Linked DNA regions of Mus musculus: all the other regions are linked to region 4. Evidence: chromatin contacts called from public HiChIP or PLAC-seq data. All regions are on one chromosome and are shown on one strand. Each heading gives the region's core, a stretch centred on a gene start, on an enhancer-like site or on the middle of the called end of the contact. The rest is flanking DNA. Distances are from core to core; before and after follow the strand shown. Region 1 overlaps Tsc22d1 (TSC22 domain family, member 1). Region 2 has its middle 47 kb from the start of 1700108F19Rik. Region 3 overlaps 1700105F02Rik (a long non-coding RNA gene). Region 4 has its middle 45 kb from the start of Lacc1.

Region 1 (2,700 bases), core at 194-2,693, 510 kb after region 4:
CTACTAGGGAAAGCTGGGAAGAGAGGCTCAAGTGTCCATGGTCCATGGTCAGGCAAAACGTAGCTCCTGCATAACGGCTGGTGGCTTCTCTATAGTGTGCGTGTAAGAGACAGTGCAGCCAGTGCAACACTGGGGGAAACACTCCCATGACTTGATAACTACTGCAGCCATGTGTAAAATCCACAGCAGAGCCAGTGTTGGGACATTACAGAGACCCAGAAAAGCAGAGGGCTGCCTTGAATCATCAGTACCTTAGCCACTGCTCTCTCAGCGCTCATGAAACCACAGATAGGATCTTAATCTTGGGCCAGTGAATTCTATGTATTACCTTTATTTTTTTAAAGAATTACTTATTTTATGTATGAGTACACTGTCACTGTCTTCAGACACAGCAGAAGAGGGCATCAGATCCCATTACAGATGGTTGTGAGCCACAATGTGGTTGCTGGGAATTGAACTCAGGACCTCTGGAAGAGCAGTCAGGGCTCTTAACCGCTGAGCCATCTCTCCAGCACCTATAAATTACATTAAGACTGGAAAAACATGCAAATAACTAATGGCAGGAACAACGTCAGTAGACAACTTGGCTACCGTACAGACTCACAAAACCACCACAGACCCGGAAGCAGGGAAGAGCGAAGCTTTGATGAACACTAATGTTCTGGTCCAGGAGACAGACGACTTACCCAATGCTGTGTCACCAGAACCACAAACTGCTTTGAACAGCCAAACTCAGTGTGAGCCACCCCCGTACTCCGTGTCATCTCCTCCAAACAAACTGTCTACACACGAGAGGCTCAAGGACTGCAGGAAAGACCCCTTAGCATACTTTAGATGAGACCTTACATCTACAGGACGCCTCTCCCAGCACCACGGTGTGTCACCTTGCCACAGTGGCCTGTGATAAATAAAACTCAAGACGTCACAGTGCCTTCCTCCCCTCAACCGATATGACAAAACCCCTGAGAGAAGGCAGGGCTGGCCTGCCACTGTGTGCTATTTAATTTTGCAGAAAGCAGCCATGTTCTATCACACTAGACTAGAGACCAGCACTTGGCATTATTAATAGGAAAACTAACGCAAATAAAGGAAAAAAAAAAAAAAAGCAAGATGGAATCAGGCAGCGTTTAACTGCCCAGGTGCATGCCCTTGCCAGGGCCTCTATCCCTTCCCTTCCACCCCTCACTGCTCCATCTTAGTCCTTAGTCTACGCAGTCACTGCTATCTAGAGGGTTTCCTGATAACAACCACACTACATTGTACCGTTTAAGACACCAGGAAAGCCTGGGATGAGGCTCAGAGAGCATTCCATCATAAAAGTTAAACTGTAAAGCTCTGCTATATAAAACAGTTAACATTTAACAGAAAAACTTTGATTTCTGCATAACCACGAGCTTGCTCTGCACGGAACCAAAGGGAACCTACAAACATACAAGCCTGCCACCTTGTGGAACACATGCAGAATTACAACCTCCGAGCTAAATGTACTAAAATATACTAGATATTAAAAAACAGTAATCAAGATAACATATCCATTCTAAAACATTAAATATTAGTGGAGAGGTCCACTAGCATTCATTCAACTGGTTGTTATTAATGTTTTATTTAGTGAAATCATTTGGAATCAAAACTAAAGTTTCTCTTTAGACATGAGCAGAATTGCTCCCGTAGATAGTGGAATAAACTTGGGGTCTCATCCCCTCTTAGTTACAATAGCCACCACCTATGCTTAATGAACACAACACGGCAACTCCACTGCCCACCAACAGCACCACTGGACCAATTTTACCCTATGAAGGAGAATTCCTATACAATCTTTACTATTTCATAATTAGACTGCAATGAGTCCAAACTCTCAGAAGAATCTACTCATTACTTCTTGATAACAAACTGCCACAAAAGAGCCTGGTCTAAAATAGCGAATAAAAGACAGAAAAAACCATTGACTTTTTCCGAGTACCTGCTGCAGTCATGGATTTTTCAGAAAGCAGTAGCCTTTGGGGAAACACAGCCTCCTTTGACGCTGAGGGTTAGCCGTGGCTCTTGTGAGAACATGGGCTGCCAGGTTACAGAAACTCCTTGTGAATGTGGCTCAGTGCGATCCACAGAGCTTCCGATGGCCCTGGGTCTGGTCCTTTCCGGGTTCCTATAACAGTCTGCGTGTCCACCTTGGGGAGGAAATAATCCTACGGCCTAAGGGACTGACAAACTCTTAGAACAGTGCTAATGTACTTCCTGCTTCCAAGGATTTAGTTATTAAACCTGGACAGGATGGACAAAAGCTACAGAGACAAAAATGGAGAATCTGTTCCAAACGTCTTTTTTTTCAGATAAGGATTCCATCTTTTGGCGAAGTGTTTTCCTTTGTTCTGTTTTGTTCTTCACAAACAACAAAACAAAACTTGTAGGCGAGAAGCAGGGAGATCATTACTTTTTTTTTCTGCTCTACAATTCCATCTGAAGGAAACTGGAAAACTGACTATCTCCAAATCTCCAGAGAAAGGCTTCTCTCTCCCGTTGTGAGCCAGCATTCCTCAGGATGAGTCAGCATTCCTCATGCTGAGTCAGAGTCTCCCCCCACCTTCCTGTCCGGCCCTTCAGCCCCTCAGCCCCTCAGCACCAATGGCATACAATGGTATATCTGTGTCTCTTTCCCTCTTACCCACACACACACAGCAAACATCTAAGCACCGGGTCTTA
Region 2 (2,700 bases), core at 38-2,537, 360 kb after region 4:
AGACTCCCTGAGGTCCTTCTTTGATGACACAGAGTTAAGGACTAGGGTTTTCATGGCTGTGAACCACCCTTCTCCCCCTAGTGAGAGCTCTCAGAAGAAACCTCCTTTCTTGTCAGCACCTCATCGCTTCACCAACTATGTATGTCTTTCCAGTTTCCAGTCAGCCTTGTCAACACCACCTCCAGCTTGCATGTCCCCTGGGCAGAGAATGGCAGCTTGCCTAGATGTCCCTTTGAGGAAAGAAAGGAAGGAAGGCATTTCCCACCACATGATTCCCTGCCCTTCACCTGCCTTTGTTTTGGAAGTCTTTCCTCCTCCAGATGCCACAGCCAGCATTGAAGCGTCCAGCAACTGATCCACCCATTGGCCTTCGTTTCGAAGTCACTGTCTGGCAAAGTCAGACCACAGTGAGGAGCTGTCAAGTCCATACTCAGGGCAAATGGGGGAACTCCCACAGTGGGTTTGGAGAAAGTTGAGGAGAGGCTAGAATAGTGTCAGGCATTTAATGTTGTAAGGGAAAACTCCTTTGTTTACTCATTTGTTCTTACAATCTGGATAGACCCATGGCCTCTTGGGAAATCACCACGGCTGGTCTCTCTAAAGTGAACCCAGGGCTACAGCTCTATCAGAGACTCCAAGTCTCTTGCCACCAAGCCCTACCTGCCCCAGAGACCCGTGCTCTGCATGCACTCAGACCCACAGAGAGCTTAAAGGAAGGTTCTTTTGGTAGAGAGCCAAGCAATAGAAAGGCCCCTTTCCCCAATGGCCCTCTCCTCTGCAGAGTCTGAGCGGTGTGCACTGACAGGCTCCCATCTGTGAGTGAAGAGAAAGGGCTAGGGGTGCTTGCTCGTGTTTTCCTAAAGATACCCAGTGATCCTAAAATGTATACCTGAGGCCAACTGGGAAGTGCTATTTTAACAAAGCACAGCTTAGGAAACAGTCTGCACGTGTCCTGTGACGAGCCAGCCCCAGAGAGGTTCCTGGCAGCATCTTATGGGTGACTAAGAGTGGAGTTAAGATCAGTAGGGTTTTCCAAACACAAGCCTCTCTCAGAGAGACTGATGTTTCTCACCTGCTCACCACAGCTTGCTTCAGTATGCTCCTGCCTCCCGTGATCTGAGAGGTGTGTTTTGCTGGACATACAGTGGAGCTCTTAAGATGTTCATAGATGTTATTGTCTAATCTCAGCTTGCTCCAGTTAGTCTCTCGACATAACTCTTAAACACAGGACAAGAGAGGCATGTGCCATACACGACAGGAAATGCACCCGTTCATTCCAGCAGCCTCTAGGGCGGAGCTCTGCTCTCCGGATGATGCAATTGGGGAATACCAGATGACTAAGGTCGGCTAGGGCAGATGTGAAAACAGATAATTAAAATAACACCAGCCAAATGCTGAGTAAGGTTTGTGCTGACAGCTGGGAGAAACGCAAAGAGGACATAATGAGTTTTGCCAGAGGGGGTCAAGGTGAGTTGCATAGGGGACAACCTCTGAACTGCTTCTTACCAGGTGAGCTAGCATGCGCATGAGAAAAGGAAAGGGGACAGATGTATACAAAGGCACGCAGGCCTGAGATCCTCTGACATGATTGCAGCGCCTGAGGTCCTTGTAAGTGGGAAGAACTGGAGCCGATGTGAGAGGTACTCTAGGCTGAGGGTCAGACATGAAGGCACACCAGAGGATCTGTGATAAATTCTTTAGTTAATGGGAAAACCATGGAGGGTATCAAGCACGGCTAGGATTTATCAGGTGTTAGAGAGACAAATTCAGCCACCAGCAAAACGAGGCATGAAAGCAAGAGGTCAGAAGTTGGTATCAAGGGCCAAATAAAAGATAATGGAATCCTGAAAAGATCTCTGTGACAAAATATCCGAGCTAACTTTTGTAAAGGAAGGAGATGATATCTTGGCTTACAGTTTCAAGACCCACCATCAATGGCTGTTGGCTCCATGAGGTTGAGCCAAGGGTAAAGAGCCAAAGTATCATGGTGGAAACATCATGGTGGAGCACATGATGTAATCAGAGCTGCTCCCTTCACAGCAGCCAGGAAGCAAAGATGGAGTGTAGTGAGAACCAGGGCTGCCATATACTTTTCAAGGGCATCCTCCTTAACCAACTCTCTCCCAGCAGGCCCGTCTCCTCATGTTCCACTGCATCCCAATAGCATCGCCATCTGGGAATCTTTGTGGGACATTTAAGGCCAAACTCAAACAGAGAACCAAGCATGAAGTCTTTAGAAAATGGTGTCGTTAACACTTAGTGGCTAATTAGATTTGAAGAATGAAGTAGGTTGTCAAGAGTGATTCTACAATTTTTAACTTGGCTAATGGAGTCAACGGTGATGATGATGATGATAACTAAGTTAGGGTGTAAATTACCCAAGTAGGCAAAAGGCCAGAGACTGAGATATCAAGCCTTGCACATCTGAAATGTTTTCAGTCCGCGGTAGGATGCTAAATGACCTAACAGAAGACGGTTTCATTTAGTCACAATTTCTCAATCAATTGCTTTATACTTAAGATGCCTCTGTTATTGTGGCTAGTATTAGATACTGTCCTCTAAGAAAACTGCAGAAGGGACCTTTTACCAGGGGACTATTGTTTTCCATACCTCCCGAGTTCCTGGGGCCTACAAGGTTGTGGGAATTCCTGCTGCAGTGGATGCTCAAGGTTAATGATCCTACAAATGCCCAGAATGGGC
Region 3 (2,774 bases), core at 123-2,622, 330 kb after region 4:
TTTACATTTCCAATGCTATACCAAAAGTCCCCCATACCCACCCACCCCCACTCCCCTACCCGCCCACTCCCCCTTTTTGGCCCTGGCGTTCCCCTGTTCTGGGGCATATAAAGTTTGACGTGTTTTCTTAACAGGACACCACAGTCCAAGAGACAGGGGGAGGTGACACAAGGAGAATGACAGGATTTTTTTCCCTCACTCAGGAAGACCGACCAGAAAGCCGCCCCTAGTCTGTGACCTCCAAAGATGTAGAAGAGTATTTCAGGTAGCGAGGCTAGTAAGCTTGCCATCCACCTATGGGCTAGCATCCACTGAAGAATGCTCTGTATTCTGAGGTTTTAAAAATCACGTGCTCAGAGATATCCCCTGCCAGCCTTCACTCCTGACCTCTAGAAGGGACCACTGCCCTGTTCTCACCGTCTTACTGGCCTTCCAAAAGCATTGCCCACGCAGACCAGACCAGTTATCTAATTTCCTTCTGCTCAGCCCCCAGGAGCTATTTTGGGCTTGGTCTGTGTGTGTCCTCCACTTTCCTGCCAGGACTGACTCAGCCCCTCTCCTCTCCTGGGACTCTTTTCTTTAAAAAAAAAAAAAAAAAAAAAAAACAAAAAAACCTTTGAAAGATGCTGCATGCTTCCTCTAGGGCAGCACGTGGTGCCTGACTCAACTTGGCGTGCTGCCAGGAAGTTTCAAGTACCACCCTGCAGGCCAGCAGAAGGGGTAGGGAGGGAAGGCAGCGCCACAGCATCAGCATCTATAGTTCAAGCCCCTCTCTTGCTTACCTACCTACCGCAGCTCTGTTGTGAGACCTGTGAGGGTCTACATGCAGCAGGCCGAGTGTCTACATGCAGCAGGCCGAGTGTCTAAGCCTTGGCTTTCCCTTTTCTCCACCCATAATGCACCTGCCTTTGTCTAATTCCTGCTGGTCTCATCTTGATCCCCAGCACAGCCTAAACACTCTTCTCTGGTTCTCCAACCCACCCAACAGAACTGACCCTCCTTACTTGTCTGTCTCCCATCTCATCTCCTCCTGCTACACTGTCTCTATATGGCTAACTCAACCCTGTGCTTTGAGGGCTCCCGCATCCCATATGCTTTTTATATATAGAATTTGATTTGATTGTGTTATCCAAGTAAAGTGTTAAGAGGGCAAGATAAAAGAAGAGGAGGGGGGTTGAAGAAGAGGGACTTAAAAGCCTTTGGTTAGTGGAAATTGAGAAGCCCCTCCAAATTACCATGCCTGACTTTGTGAATTAGCATCAGGCTGATGATGAATCAGCTCGAAACAATGGCTGCATCTCTAACCTCTGCTGCCTAGAAAAAGCCGCCCAAGGCCAGCAGCTCCCTGGGCCAAGTAGGTAAAATCAGTGTGAGGATGGGAGCCAGATATTAAACAGCAGGGAGTGATGGTGTCATGGAAACACAGTGTAGACAGCCTCGCCCAGCAAAACACTCAAATTCAAATTTAAACACACTCAGAGCCAGCGTAAAGCTCGGGTCAGAGTCAAACAGCTAGATCTGCCAACACGGTGCTCTGCATTGTCAGTAGAAAGGCTCCGGTTCCCCTTTTCTACATTTGACATGTTAAATGGAGTGCAGTTATAGAGCATAGATAGATAGAGCATCATTCTGACTACGTTGAGCTACAATCCATCATGTTTCTGTGGATGAAGATATCACAGTCTCCAGTTCTAAATGTGAGGAATGCCACAGAGGTGTATTTTTGGTGAACAAAGAGGCTATGGGATCAACATCTGAGGCTTGGAACCTCACTGGGGAGGCAAGAGAAAACTCCCAGCACAAGCAGATTGTTATCTTACCATATCTCAAAGTCACAATTATCCCACCTCTCTCAACACTTCAGCCCAGCCAAAATGCCTACAGGTGATGCGTCCCCCGCCCCCACCTCTTAGACCACGGTCTGAACACATCACCTTTACCAGGCTTTCTCTGTCAGCCTTGTCTCTTCTTTTTCTACTCCATCCCAAATGCTACCTGAGGACTGTGTGCTTCCCAGGGCAGTGCTTGCCCACCCTAGATTGCAACTGTGATATGTATTGGCACCAGAGTGGCAAAAGCAGGACCGAATCTGATTCATCAAAAGCTGCCTGGTTCGACACACATGCTCATTTGTTGGCATTGCATAAATAAACAAAGGAAAGGAAGGAAGGAAGGAAGGAAGGAAGGAAGGAAGGAAGGAAGGAAGGAGGGAAGGAGGGAAGGAGGGAAGGAGGGAAGGAGGGAAGGAAGGAAGAGAAGAAGCAGCAGCAAGATTTCAGGTAAACTGCTGGCCAGGCCTCCTCAGGTCACATCACACATAGTCTTCTCAAAGGGCAGAGACAAACTTTCAGTCAGAAATTCTCAAGCCTGAGTGTTTTATGCACATTTAATCTGCACAATAACCTCCATAATGTAAATTCTGCCATATTTGTTTTCTCTCTCTCTCTCTCTCTCTCTCTCTCTCCTCTCCTCCCCTCCCCTCCCCTCTCCTCTCCTTTCCCTGTGTGTCTCTCTCTTGCTCTCTCTCCCTGCCTTCCTCCCACTTTCCTTCCCTCCCTCTATTCCTTCCTTGCTGTCTTCTTCCCTTTCTTTCTTTTTTGAGCCAGGGTCTATGTGTGCCAGGCTAGCCTCTAACTCGCTGTGTAGCCAGTGATGACTTGGAACTCCCAATACTCCTGCCTTCACCTCCCAAGTGGGATTACAGACATGCACTGCCACACCCAGTTTCTGCAGTGCTAATGATTGAACCCAGGGCTTCCTGCATACTAGGCAAG
Region 4 (2,700 bases), core at 59-2,558:
ACCAGCCTGCCTTCTGCAGCTCAGCCAGCAGTCACATCATCACCAGCCACCAACACCACGCATTTCCACTGTCCTTGTGGGGTGCATACCCTTTATGAAACCCATGCTGCACAGCTTGCCCTCTTCTTGTCCATCCTCAGTCTGAGGCAGCCATTCATTCTCTCCACCACCCACCCCAATAAATCTCCTGCGCTGGGTCCGTTCTGTGCTGTGATCTTTGCGACATTCCTTGCCCTCTGATTGCCTGCAAATCCCTAATACCTAGTTGAAAGAAAACTATGCATCCATTAGCTATGCATGTAAATAAATGCATCTATATGTATACATGCATGTGTATATGTTTTACTGTTCTATATATTCTTTGAAAGAGATAAATAAATGGAAAATGTTATTGGCCTTGTTCCTTTGGATCAAAGATTTCTTTTTTATCATGACATAAATCACTTGATACAGATAAAGAGCCAGAGTAATTTCAGAGGAGAATGTTCAGCCTACTTCTATGCTAATAATGGATCCTACCTCATGGCTATTTTTGAAAAACTCCTCAGCCTGTTTAAAAAGGCTGGAATTTATCAATTTGAATATTTCCATGACACCAGCTTTATATTTCTCCATCTGAACTTCACATAATTGCTTCTGACTAGAAGATAGGTAATTTGCCTAGCTTCTTTATTTAAAAAAAAAAAATCAAAAACCAACAAGGCAAAATGTGGAGAGTTTCCAAGATTATTTCTATTCTTTTCTTTACCTTGTTAAAGCTAAACTACTTAAATAGCCAATTCCAACTAATATCTATTCTCTTAACTATTCTGAAAGTTTGTAGGATTGTAGTTTTTTTTTTTTTTAATTGGGATCTACAGAAAACTTGTGTAACTTACACTACCTTCTCTTAGAAGTTGCATCCTGGGCTGGAGAGGTGGCTTAGCGCTTAAGAGCACCAACTGCTCTTCCAAAGGTCCTGAGTTCAAATCTCAGCAACCACATGGTGGCTCACAACCATCCTAACAAGATCTGACACCTTCTTCTGGAGTGTCTGAAGACAGCTACAGTGTATTCACATATAATAAATAAATAAATCTTTAAAAAAAAAAAAAAGAAGTTGCATCCTTTTTTTTTTTTTTTTTTTTTTTTCAAGACTCAGCCATGTCTCTCCCATAAAGACTGAATTGTTTTGCAGGTTTCCTACTTTGGAGTATTCTATCAAATTTCCTTCAAGCTGTTGATTCAATCATTGCACCCTGCATTGTAAGTATGAGTCAACTAAACTTATCATAATGTCTTCCTTCTCTTTATTTTGAGGAATTGGATTAGCATGCTAATGGATTTCTTTTCTGTGAGTCAGCCTTATTATTTTTATGGTGAAAGTTCCTGCTTTGTTTGGACATCTCTGGATTTAATTTCATTGATGAATGGTGGTTGAACTTTTCTTTCCCTTGCATGAGATCCTTTGTTTTGTCCTTTCCTTTTCTCTTTCTTCCTATGTAGGAGTCCCATGCTATTGCTCATCTCTGAAAGATAGTTCACACATTGTTCAGGTATATAATTCCAGCTTCCTTTGTCCTACAGTATGAAAAAAAAAACCCAACAACAATTAGATTAAAAGTCTTTGAAAATGAATGCAAGAGGTTGAGAGAAATAACCTGAATTTTCTAAGAACTTTCAGTATGTGAGCATCAGAACCAGACCCCAAAAGCTTTCCCTCTGATCTCAGGTTCTTTTGTTGTGGGTTGTGTTGTCTCTACGTTGAAGGAGAACAATGGCTGGGAGACAAAAGGCAAAGGAAGATCTTCCAGTATAGATACTGCCTTTCCCTTGGGTCACTGAGAGTCCATTGGTATTCTAAAGGAATGACATTACCATTTTTATCAATCATCCATTAATTACATATGCTGCTATGGGCATGTAGGGATGCAGATACCAACCGATATTTACTGAACAAAACCTTGTCCAGGAACTTGCCATATCATCTAATTTCTCACTATTATCTTTTAAGAGGATAACTGCTAATCTCATTTTCCAAACAAACAAAGAGACACAGAAATAAAATGACTTCCCAAAGCCATAAAGCTAGTAGTAAATATGTAAGTTCAAGAACTCAGGTGACCCTAAATTCATTTAATTTTTATTGTATAACAGAGCATGTTCATTAACACCTTTACATGTGCCCAAATGTCACATGTTATCTGATCCAAGTTCTACAAAGCACTTAGAGTAGATATATCTGTAGACCTAGAAAGTAGCTTAACAGTGCTTCTGCCCAGGGTAGAGAGAAAGGTCATGTCTGAGAATGGGCACATTCCTTTTTGTAAGCAAAGACACAGTGAAACCACAAAAGTAAACTGCTCTGTGGGTTGGTTGAAAGAAAGGTTTACTGGTGACCAAGCAGCCAATGCTATCTCATAGGAAGGGGAGGCACAGGAAAAAGCAAAATGGAAGGAAGAAAGAAAGAGAGAGAGAGAGAGAGAGAGAGAGAGAGAGAGAGAGAGAGGAGAAGAGACCATGACAAGGAAGTAAGCTCAGGAAGGAATTTGACATTAGAGCATGACAAAAGAGTAAGTTCAGGCAGGGACCTGACATTGGCCAAGGACAAGGAAGTAAGAATCTGGTTTTAGGGTAGAACAAAGAAGTAGGCTCAGATATCTTGATCATCCTTAGAAACAGCCGGAGTGATCACGGGGCTTTGTGTTTATTGTCTTGCTT

The links. HiChIP or PLAC-seq counts read pairs in DNA pulled down with a chosen protein or histone mark.
Region 1: a contact with region 4 is called in an H3K27ac HiChIP or PLAC-seq map of the NIH/3T3 cell line, with 10 times the contacts expected there. The contact joins two enhancer-like sites. A contact is called at or near these places in 3 of 39 promoter capture datasets (the 3T3-L1 cell line and embryonic stem cells), 7 of 15 datasets of contacts at CTCF or cohesin (CD8 T cells, the NIH/3T3 cell line, embryonic stem cells and 2 more), 153 of 484 Hi-C or Micro-C datasets (the 4T1 cell line, the AML12 cell line, B cells and 82 more), 33 of 115 datasets of contacts at active chromatin or transcription factors (the 230-238 cell line, the NIH/3T3 cell line, PVALB interneurons and 17 more) and 6 of 9 other capture datasets (adipose tissue, bone marrow-derived macrophages, embryonic stem cells and 3 more).
Region 2: a contact with region 4 is called in an H3K27ac HiChIP or PLAC-seq map of embryonic stem cells, with 5 read pairs. The contact joins two enhancer-like sites. A contact is called at or near these places in 1 of 15 datasets of contacts at CTCF or cohesin (the NIH/3T3 cell line), 15 of 484 Hi-C or Micro-C datasets (LSK cells, bone marrow-derived macrophages, brown adipocytes and 9 more), 7 of 115 datasets of contacts at active chromatin or transcription factors (embryonic stem cells, fibro-adipogenic progenitors, neural progenitor cells and 1 more) and 1 of 9 other capture datasets (embryonic stem cells).
Region 3: a contact with region 4 is called in a CTCF HiChIP or PLAC-seq map of the NIH/3T3 cell line, with 7 read pairs. The contact joins two enhancer-like sites. A contact is called at or near these places in 1 of 15 datasets of contacts at CTCF or cohesin (the NIH/3T3 cell line), 5 of 484 Hi-C or Micro-C datasets (the Ba/F3 cell line, bone marrow-derived macrophages, cortical neurons and 1 more), 4 of 115 datasets of contacts at active chromatin or transcription factors (all in embryonic stem cells) and 1 of 9 other capture datasets (embryonic stem cells).

The regions. Positions count from the first base shown.
Region 1 is chr14:76,478,689-76,481,388 of GRCm38.p6, reverse strand. The region is part of intron 1 of Tsc22d1 (TSC22 domain family, member 1); the gene reads right to left. Among named protein-coding and RNA genes, the nearest start is that of 4930444M15Rik, 41 kb to the left of the region's middle. Within about 2 kb of position 1,443, at least 105 of the 459 cell types and tissues checked have an H3K27ac peak or open chromatin away from gene starts, as enhancers often do. A contact at or near this core is called in the HL-1 cell line, the NIH/3T3 cell line, the STO cell line and 2 more, where this site is marked.
Region 2 is chr14:76,628,933-76,631,632 of GRCm38.p6, reverse strand. No RefSeq gene overlaps it. Among named protein-coding and RNA genes, the nearest start is that of 1700108F19Rik, 47 kb to the left of the region's middle. Within about 2 kb of position 1,287, at least 62 of the 459 cell types and tissues checked have an H3K27ac peak or open chromatin away from gene starts, as enhancers often do. A contact at or near this core is called in embryonic stem cells, where this site is marked.
Region 3 is chr14:76,656,214-76,658,987 of GRCm38.p6, reverse strand. The region is part of intron 2 of 1700105F02Rik (a long non-coding RNA gene); the gene reads left to right. Among named protein-coding and RNA genes, the nearest start is that of 1700108F19Rik, 20 kb to the left of the region's middle. Within about 2 kb of position 1,372, at least 111 of the 459 cell types and tissues checked have an H3K27ac peak or open chromatin away from gene starts, as enhancers often do. A contact at or near this core is called in the NIH/3T3 cell line, where this site is marked.
Region 4 is chr14:76,990,464-76,993,163 of GRCm38.p6, reverse strand. No RefSeq gene overlaps it. Among named protein-coding and RNA genes, the nearest start is that of Lacc1, 45 kb to the left of the region's middle. Within about 2 kb of position 1,308, at least 12 of the 459 cell types and tissues checked have an H3K27ac peak or open chromatin away from gene starts, as enhancers often do. A contact at or near this core is called in the HL-1 cell line, the NIH/3T3 cell line, the STO cell line and 2 more, where this site is marked.